Linked DNA regions of Mus musculus: region 1 is linked to region 2. The links are chromatin contacts, called in public HiChIP or PLAC-seq maps. All regions are on one chromosome and are shown on one strand. The core of a region is the stretch at or near the end of the contact, and the rest is flanking DNA. Distances in the headings are between cores, read along the strand shown. Region 1 overlaps Tbc1d1 (TBC1 domain family, member 1). Region 2 has its middle 7.2 kb from the start of Gm22559.

Region 1 (3,848 bases), core at 1,178-3,677, 110 kb before region 2:
GTAGGCAGCATGCCCATCTTTAATTCCAGCACTTGGGAGGCAGATGCAGGTGGGTCTGTGTGGGCTTGAAGGTGTCCCATTTGGGGCACTGTCACCAAAAAATGTATAAACCAGTCTTTTCAAAGTTACTGACTACTATAGACAGGTAAGAGCTTAGATAGAAAGCTATTAGATAGAAAGTTTAAAAGAAGACCCTTCCACATCAGGAGCACAGTGATATAAGTAAATTATAAGTTGCAAACACAAAAACCCCTCGAGCTGGTAAGAACCCATGGCAGACTCAGCTTGCCAAAGATTCATGTGAGTGAGATTTAAGGCCCCGAGTTTGCTGTAAGTCTGGGATAAGCCTACAGAATGACCTGAATAGCCAAAGAATGGAAGGAACAAAACCCTAGGGCATTAGGAGAAATGTCAACCTCACATCAAGAGCGGGGTCACGACCTCACAGTCCCTCTGGCCAGTCAGGCTGCAAAGGTTCTGATTTTAGAAGACTTCAAAAGCAACAATGAGGGTGGTGTGGTGTGTGCAAAGCTCTGCACAGAGAATGGGGGAAGAGCTAAGGGCTTGAGTGTAGGAAGGGCCTCCAGCCCCCAGGGAGTAGTGAGTCTACCCACCAGCAACGGCTTTACCCTTACATGCTCGCAAATGAGAGACAGGTGAGTGAGCTCCACACAGAGTCGTGGTTCGAATGTCACCAGGTACGCAATAAATACATGCAGTTTCTGTGTGTCTTTTTTATTATTTATTTATTTATTATTTAGGGTGTGGGGTGGAGGTGGTGATACTAAGAACCTGCTTATAGTCTCCACCTTCAGGGCTAGCTGAGCACAGGGCCTGTGGAACTCAGTTTTTCCTCCCTGCTGGGGAACGCTGACTTCTTTCACAGGATCAGACACTCACTATCAGGAACATTCCTAGAGAACCAACACAGAAACCAAGCCTGACAAGAGATAAGGAGACTGCAGCCGACAGAAGCTACTGCTGGGAATGGCCCACAGCTGGCTGGCTCTCCCGTGCCAGAGAACACTCCAGTATGGCTAGAAGTTGAGACTTGCTTAGACTGAACTCTGATCTACCCATTACAATTAAATTCCATCTACTAAAAGGGAACTGAAGTCTCTAAATCCTAAGGACATTTTCCAAAGTGACACTCCATCTTGATTTAAAAGGATGAGGGGGAAATAATATCTAAATAAGCCCAGGAAGGGTAGGGCATGAGTTCATGTGCACTGCACAGCCATCTTGGACTACTGTTAAAACATCTGCTCTCCCAAATCTAGCAGAGGACTTCTGGGTTCCTTCAGTAGTGCCAGGGAACTCTGGGTGCGGGTGTCTTCCTCTACTGCTTGCCAGTTCAGATGCTTATCACCCTCTGCTCCGCAAAGGACTGCTTGATTTACATCTCTGCCTTTGCATTGTTTTCTCAACTGGACTCAAGGGGCCAAGCCCCTCTTTAAAGAATGCCTCCTTATTCCCTGGTTCCCACGTGAGCAGGTTCACACTTGGCAAGAGGCTTCTTTCTACGCATTCCTCCTTCTGTCAACTTTTAACTGTCAGGGTGCACACTATTCATTCCTCAGCATGAGCCAGATCTCAGGTGCTGGTCAAGCCTGTACTTAACCCAGCCAGATCCCACCCGTCCCATCCAGCAAGGCTTTCACTCCAGCCCGGGCTCTGCACAAGGACCCTCCTCCAACCTCTACCAAAATAGCTACCCAGCTGTCCTGGGGTCCTTCTCCACGGAATTGTCAATAAACCATCTTATCTCACTCCCTTGCAAACAGCCCTTGTGTCAATCACAGGCATGCAGTGTCTCCCTCCATCTAGAGCATCCCCTCCTCTACGCTTTCACTCATTCAGCTTCTTCCATAACTCCTGGGTGGGGCCATTCATTCATTCCTTCATCCACTCGTCTACCCATTCATTCACCCTGCTCACTTTAGAGATCAGAAAAAAAGCCACCAAGGGCTAGAGTGACTGGCATCGAGTCACAAAGCTCAGGCACACAGAACTAGCCAGACATTCCCAGTCAAGGTTGGTTTCCCCACCACAGGATTTGCTTTGCATGATGAAGCAGGGACGGAGTAATCGTTGGTGTCAGATTTCCTTATTTGGCTGAAACCCCTAAGCCTCCAAGTAGATAATAACCACAGTAACATCGATAATAACAGAACAACAACAACATATGCCCATATGCCTAGGGACATGCTGTAGGGGGAGACTCTGAGACTCAAACCTTACCAGTTTCTCACTCTATGCTTAGTGCTCCATGACCACGAAGAACCTGTGCACCCAACCTAGATCTGCACAGGACGGGCTTGAGGACAGAGTCACCCTTCCTTCCACTTTGCTGCCATCTACCCACTCCAGATGAAACATACACGTGTTAGAGCAATGTAAAACCACACAGCTAAGTCAGCACACGGGTGCTCCAGGTCACTGCATTCCTTACTAACTACTCACATCCAGAGCATATCTGTGGCTCATGGACAGAAAACATACTGTGTGTTCATTCATGAATGTGTGGAGGTGTGCATGCATGCATGCATGTACAGGCATGTGAAAGCCAGACAACAATGCCAGGTGTTTTCCTCTATTGCTTGACAACGTTTTTGGTTTGGTTTGGTTTTGGTTTTTAAGATAGCTTTATGTTTGTTTTATGTCAGGGGTGTGTTGCCTGCATATATGTTGGCACACCACAAGTGTGCAGCAACCTCAGAGGTCAGAAGGTAATTTCAGGTCCCTTAGAACTGGAGGTACAGGCATTTGTTAGACACCGAGTGGGTGCTGGGGATGAAGCTGCAAGAGCTGCAAGTGCTCTTAACTGCCGAGCCATCTCTCTAGCTCACTCATTTGTGAGACTCCTGAGTTTAACAACCTGAGTCAACTACACAGGCTAGCCAATGAGGCCCAAGGATGCTCGTGTCTCAACCCCCATCCACCCCATCTACCCTATCCCACCCTATTCTACCCCACCCCACCCCATCCCACCCTATCCCAATGTTGGGATCACAGGTTCTGATTCACTCACAATGAGACTCCATCCACTTAGGTGCTAGGGACTGGACCTGACTTAACGCAGTTAGCCCTTTACTAAGCCCTTTGCTGACTAAACCATTCCCCAGCCCTTTGGAAATCACATTTGAAAAGACAATTCTATGTAAAACAGGCATCTACAAGGAATTTGGCTTCCAACTACTCCTTTGCACACCCCTGCCTTCTCCCAGGCAAGGTCTCACTTTGTGTGCACATGGTGGGCTTGCACAGTAAGCTTCAACCTGCACAGACTGATCGCCTGGAGCAGGCAAGATTCTCAGCAAATGTCTAAAGTCACTATCCCAGTCCACTCAACAGGGGGTGACGACGGAACATGAGAGCAGGGTTGGGACTCCTGGTCTAACACAGGATGATGCTTTTCCTGGGAGCAAAGCCGTCCACACACCACAGCTCAGCAGATTACCACGCTAGAGAGCTGCCTCAATGTAATGTTCTCTCACGAACACCAAAATCAAGTGGAACGGACCGAAACATCAGGGTGATGCAAAGTCCTAGGCATTAGTCATGGATTTCCAGAAATGAAAATAATTTAGAAATCTTTCCACTCACTTGGAAACTTGGGAACATGGCTATTTCTGGAACAATAAGAAGGCCTTGACCTAGTACATATACTAGTAGTATTCATGCTTACCAGATAATTTGTTAATAATCAAAAGACAAGGAGCCAGTCGCTTATTACTCATTAGTGGGTTTTTGTTTCTTCTGAAGCCAATTTTGAGCTTTATTCTGAAGCTCTACTATTTATACTTGGGAACTTACATTGTATTTAAAAAAAAAAAAAAACTTGACAA
Region 2 (3,630 bases), core at 1,016-3,515:
CATTTTTATTTTCTCTTCTGTGAACTATAATTCCTTCTCTTTCTATTGCATTATCAATTTAATTTTTGTGTTTATTTACTTTATATATATGGTTATGTTTCCTGCATGTATGTCCGTGTACCATGTCCATGCCTGGTGTAGTGTGCATAGAGGTCAGAAGGGCAGTCAGTACTCTTAACCACTGAGACATCTCTCCATCCCCATATTGATTTTTAAAAATCATTTTTACACACGCACACACACACACACACACACATATATGTGTGTGTGTGTGTGTATATATATATATATATATATGTATATATATATATATATATACATATATATATGGTATTATTTTACATTAGGATGAGAAGCCTTTGCCTGTGATAAGGTTACAAATATTTTTCTCTAGTTTGCTGCAGAAGACTTTGAAAATTTTTCAACAATTTTTGTTGCGATGTGAGACCGTTCCCACTACAAGGCTACACTGGAATTACTACTTCCTTTCTTCTATTGCTCCTGGAGGTCCTGGAAGAACATAAATATCTCAGGAAAACTTCTATATGTTCAAGAATAGTAATAATGGGCATATCCATATGCTATCCAGAAAGCTTAATGTGAGGTCTATGAGAGGTAATGTATTTCCACAGACAAATCAAATTTCTCCTTAAGTACTGACTAGTATCCTTTATGGGCAAAGCAATTGAAAAATATCCTTAGGGATGATTTTCAAAAGCAAATTTTATCCCATTTCTATTACAGAGCAAGTCACTGACATTTTGAGATGTCTAGAACTGTGTCGCACATCACACATTAGTAGTGGAATTGCAAGTGAAATCCAGACGCTCTGGGTGTAGCACCCCAGTTGTGAGCTGCCATGAGGGTACTAGGAACCAAACCTGGGTCCTCTGAAAGACCAGCCAGTGCTCCTAATCTCTGAGTCAATGTTCCAGCCTTTCTAGATGATTGTAGAGTCTTGCAAATTTGTCCTAATACTTTGTCTTATTTTGGATTGAGGGTCCCTGCCCCTAGCCGACTTTGATTGATAATAAAGAATTGCAGTACAGCCAATGGCTGGACAGGGAGACGGGGCGGGGGACCAAGGGAGAGTGGGAGAGATAGAGAATGGCCAGGACTCAGAGGGAGAGGGATCAGATTTAAAAGCTGCAGGAGAGAACCATCTAGCAATGTAGGTAAAAAGGGTATGTGGCCCTATGGGGGTGGAGCTGCACAAGGTAACAGGGCATCAAAGATAAAATGTAGATTTAGAAGGTGTTAAGCCAATAATACCAGTGGGAAATGTGTGCTAGCTGTGGGGAGGTTTAGAAGTGCCCAACCATTGAGCTAGTCAAGGCATATCAAAATTAACTGGTGGCATATCAAAAGTAACTGGTGTGTGTGTGTGTGTGTGTGTGTGTGTGTGTGTGTGTGTATGTGTCTTTCATTTTTGACTGTGAGAGCTCTTGGGCAGATGCACGTGTGTGGCCAGCCTGGAGCCCAAGTGGTTTAACTAATTCACCGTTACACTAGAGCTCATCAAGTGGACAACTGAGATTACTTATCATATTACCATTTTAGTTCGTCTCCAGTGAAAATGGAAAGGGAAAGCTGACTTTCACACATCATTCACTGATTTATATTGGTAAAGATTGGAAACAATTGGAATAGATCTCTTAGCAATGAGATGTGAAAGCTGCTTCAGGCTGAATTGTATAGTGTGCTCCCGTTTGCGAGCAAGTGCATGATATTTCAATAGTGTCATATTCAATAGTTTTCATCACGGGGACAACCAAGGTTGTCCCCAAATAAAATGTAAACGTTGTCCATGAGTTTAGCAAGTCAGCTTCATCTACAAGGTCAGGACACTCAATATATGTGTGCCCATACATGCATCTATCACACACACACACACACACACACACACACACACACACGTACAAAAGTGAACAAACCTATCTTTACTTAAACCTCTTGGTGCCTTACCAACAAAAACTGTGGTTACAATCCTGTGTTACACTTCAGAGAACAAACCCTCCCAAGGAAGGACTCACCTTTCTGTGACGTCACCACTCAAGCCAAGCCTTCACCAAAGCTTTCTGTTGGGCTCTTCCACCTCGTTCACACTTTTCCTCTGCTGATCATCACAAGGAAAACATCCAGGTTTGTCCTAGAATTCCTATGTAATCAAGCTAAAAGGAAATCACTAAACATGCAGGAGGCCGTGGAGGCCAGAGAGATGCCTTAGGCACTTGGGGTTGATCTCCAGCTGACATCCCTCTGTATCTCCAGTTCCAGGAAGAGCCCAGTGCCCTCTTCTGGCCTCCACAGGCAATGCACTGGTGTGGTGCATGGATATACAAGCAGGCAAAACACCCATGGACATAAGTTAAAAGTGGGCAAATCTTAAAAATACAAAACAAAGCAAAACACCATAGGACTGTGACAAATCACCGTCTTTGAAGAACTGAAACCCAACGGAGGTCACTCAATGCACGGAGCCCTCCATCAGGGTGATGTGAATTACTAAGGCTGTATGAGACAGTCCATTGGCTATCTCTACCCCTCTACAGGAAGCTTCCTTTGCTCAACTTACCTGCAGTGTAAGTCTGTCTATTGTATCCATTGTGTGGCACGTGGCATTGGACATGTTGACTCATTCCCCTCTCTGTCTCTTTCTGTGTGTGTTTGTGTGATTTGCATGCATGTATGTGTATGTGTATGTGTATGTGTAAGTACATGTGTGTCCATAGAAACCAGATGTTGCTCTCTTAGTTAGGGTTTCCATTGCTGTGAAAAGACATCATGACAAAGGCAACTCTTAATAAAGGCAAACATTTAATTGGGGGTGGCTTATACTTTCAGAGATTTAGTCCATTATCACCATGGTGGGAATCATGGCAGCCTGCAGGCAGACATGGTGCTGGGGTAGCAGAGAGCTCTACATCTTGATTCAAAGGTAAGCAGGAGGAGGCTCTGATTCTATACTGGGTGGAGCTTAGGCATAGGAGACCTCAAAGCCCATTCCTACATCGATACACTTCCTCCAACAAGGCCACACCTACTCAAACAGGGCACACCTCCTAATAGTTCTATTCCCTGTGGGCCAAGCATTCAAACACATGAGTCTATGGGGGCCAACCACCCACCATTCAAACTACCATAGTTGATATCAGCTGTCTTCCTCAATCACTCTCTACCTTACTTGTCTAGACTGGCTGACCATTGAGAGCTCCCTGATCCCTCTGTTTCTGCCCAGCGACACTGGGATTGCAGACACACAGGGTCTGTATGTGAGTGCCAAGGATCTGAACTTAGGTCCTCATGTTTGGACCCTCATGTTTGGATCCACTGAGCTATCTGCCGTGCCCCTCATCTTTTCTTTTTAACTGAATTCTGTTGCCATCTACCTAGCCATCTTTTTAAACTTTTTTTTATTTATTATTAATGTGTTTGCATGAGTTACATGGGTACACAAGCTGTGGCACTTATGCAGAGGTCAGAGGACAACATAGTAGAGTCAGGTCTCTCCTTCTACCTTTACAGACTGAGCCATCTCATCGGCCCAAGCATTGTAAGTATAAACCTCTCTTAGCCTCTGCCCCCTCACCCCATTGATACCAGAAAGTCAAATCTGGGTCAGCATGCTTC

What was found. HiChIP or PLAC-seq counts read pairs in DNA pulled down with a chosen protein or histone mark.
Region 1: an H3K27ac HiChIP or PLAC-seq map of trophoblast stem cells shows a contact between it and region 2, with 2.4 times the contacts expected there. The contact joins two enhancer-like sites. A contact is called at or near these places in 1 of 39 promoter capture datasets (the HPC-7 cell line), 1 of 15 datasets of contacts at CTCF or cohesin (large pre-B cells), 4 of 484 Hi-C or Micro-C datasets (cortical neurons, double positive thymocytes, embryonic fibroblasts and 1 more), 5 of 115 datasets of contacts at active chromatin or transcription factors (the SCID.adh cell line, bone marrow-derived macrophages, effector CD8 T cells and 2 more) and 2 of 9 other capture datasets (embryonic stem cells and liver).

The regions. Positions count from the first base shown.
Region 1 is chr5:64,241,565-64,245,412 of GRCm38.p6, reverse strand. The region is part of intron 2 of Tbc1d1 (TBC1 domain family, member 1); the gene reads right to left. Among named protein-coding and RNA genes, the nearest start is that of Gm46913, 3.8 kb to the left of the region's middle. Within about 2 kb of position 2,427, at least 127 of the 459 cell types and tissues checked have an H3K27ac peak or open chromatin away from gene starts, as enhancers often do. A contact at or near this core is called in trophoblast stem cells, where this site is marked.
Region 2 is chr5:64,135,191-64,138,820 of GRCm38.p6, reverse strand. No RefSeq gene overlaps it. Among named protein-coding and RNA genes, the nearest start is that of Gm22559, 7.2 kb to the left of the region's middle. Within about 2 kb of position 2,265, at least 1 of the 459 cell types and tissues checked has an H3K27ac peak or open chromatin away from gene starts, as enhancers often do. A contact at or near this core is called in trophoblast stem cells, where this site is marked.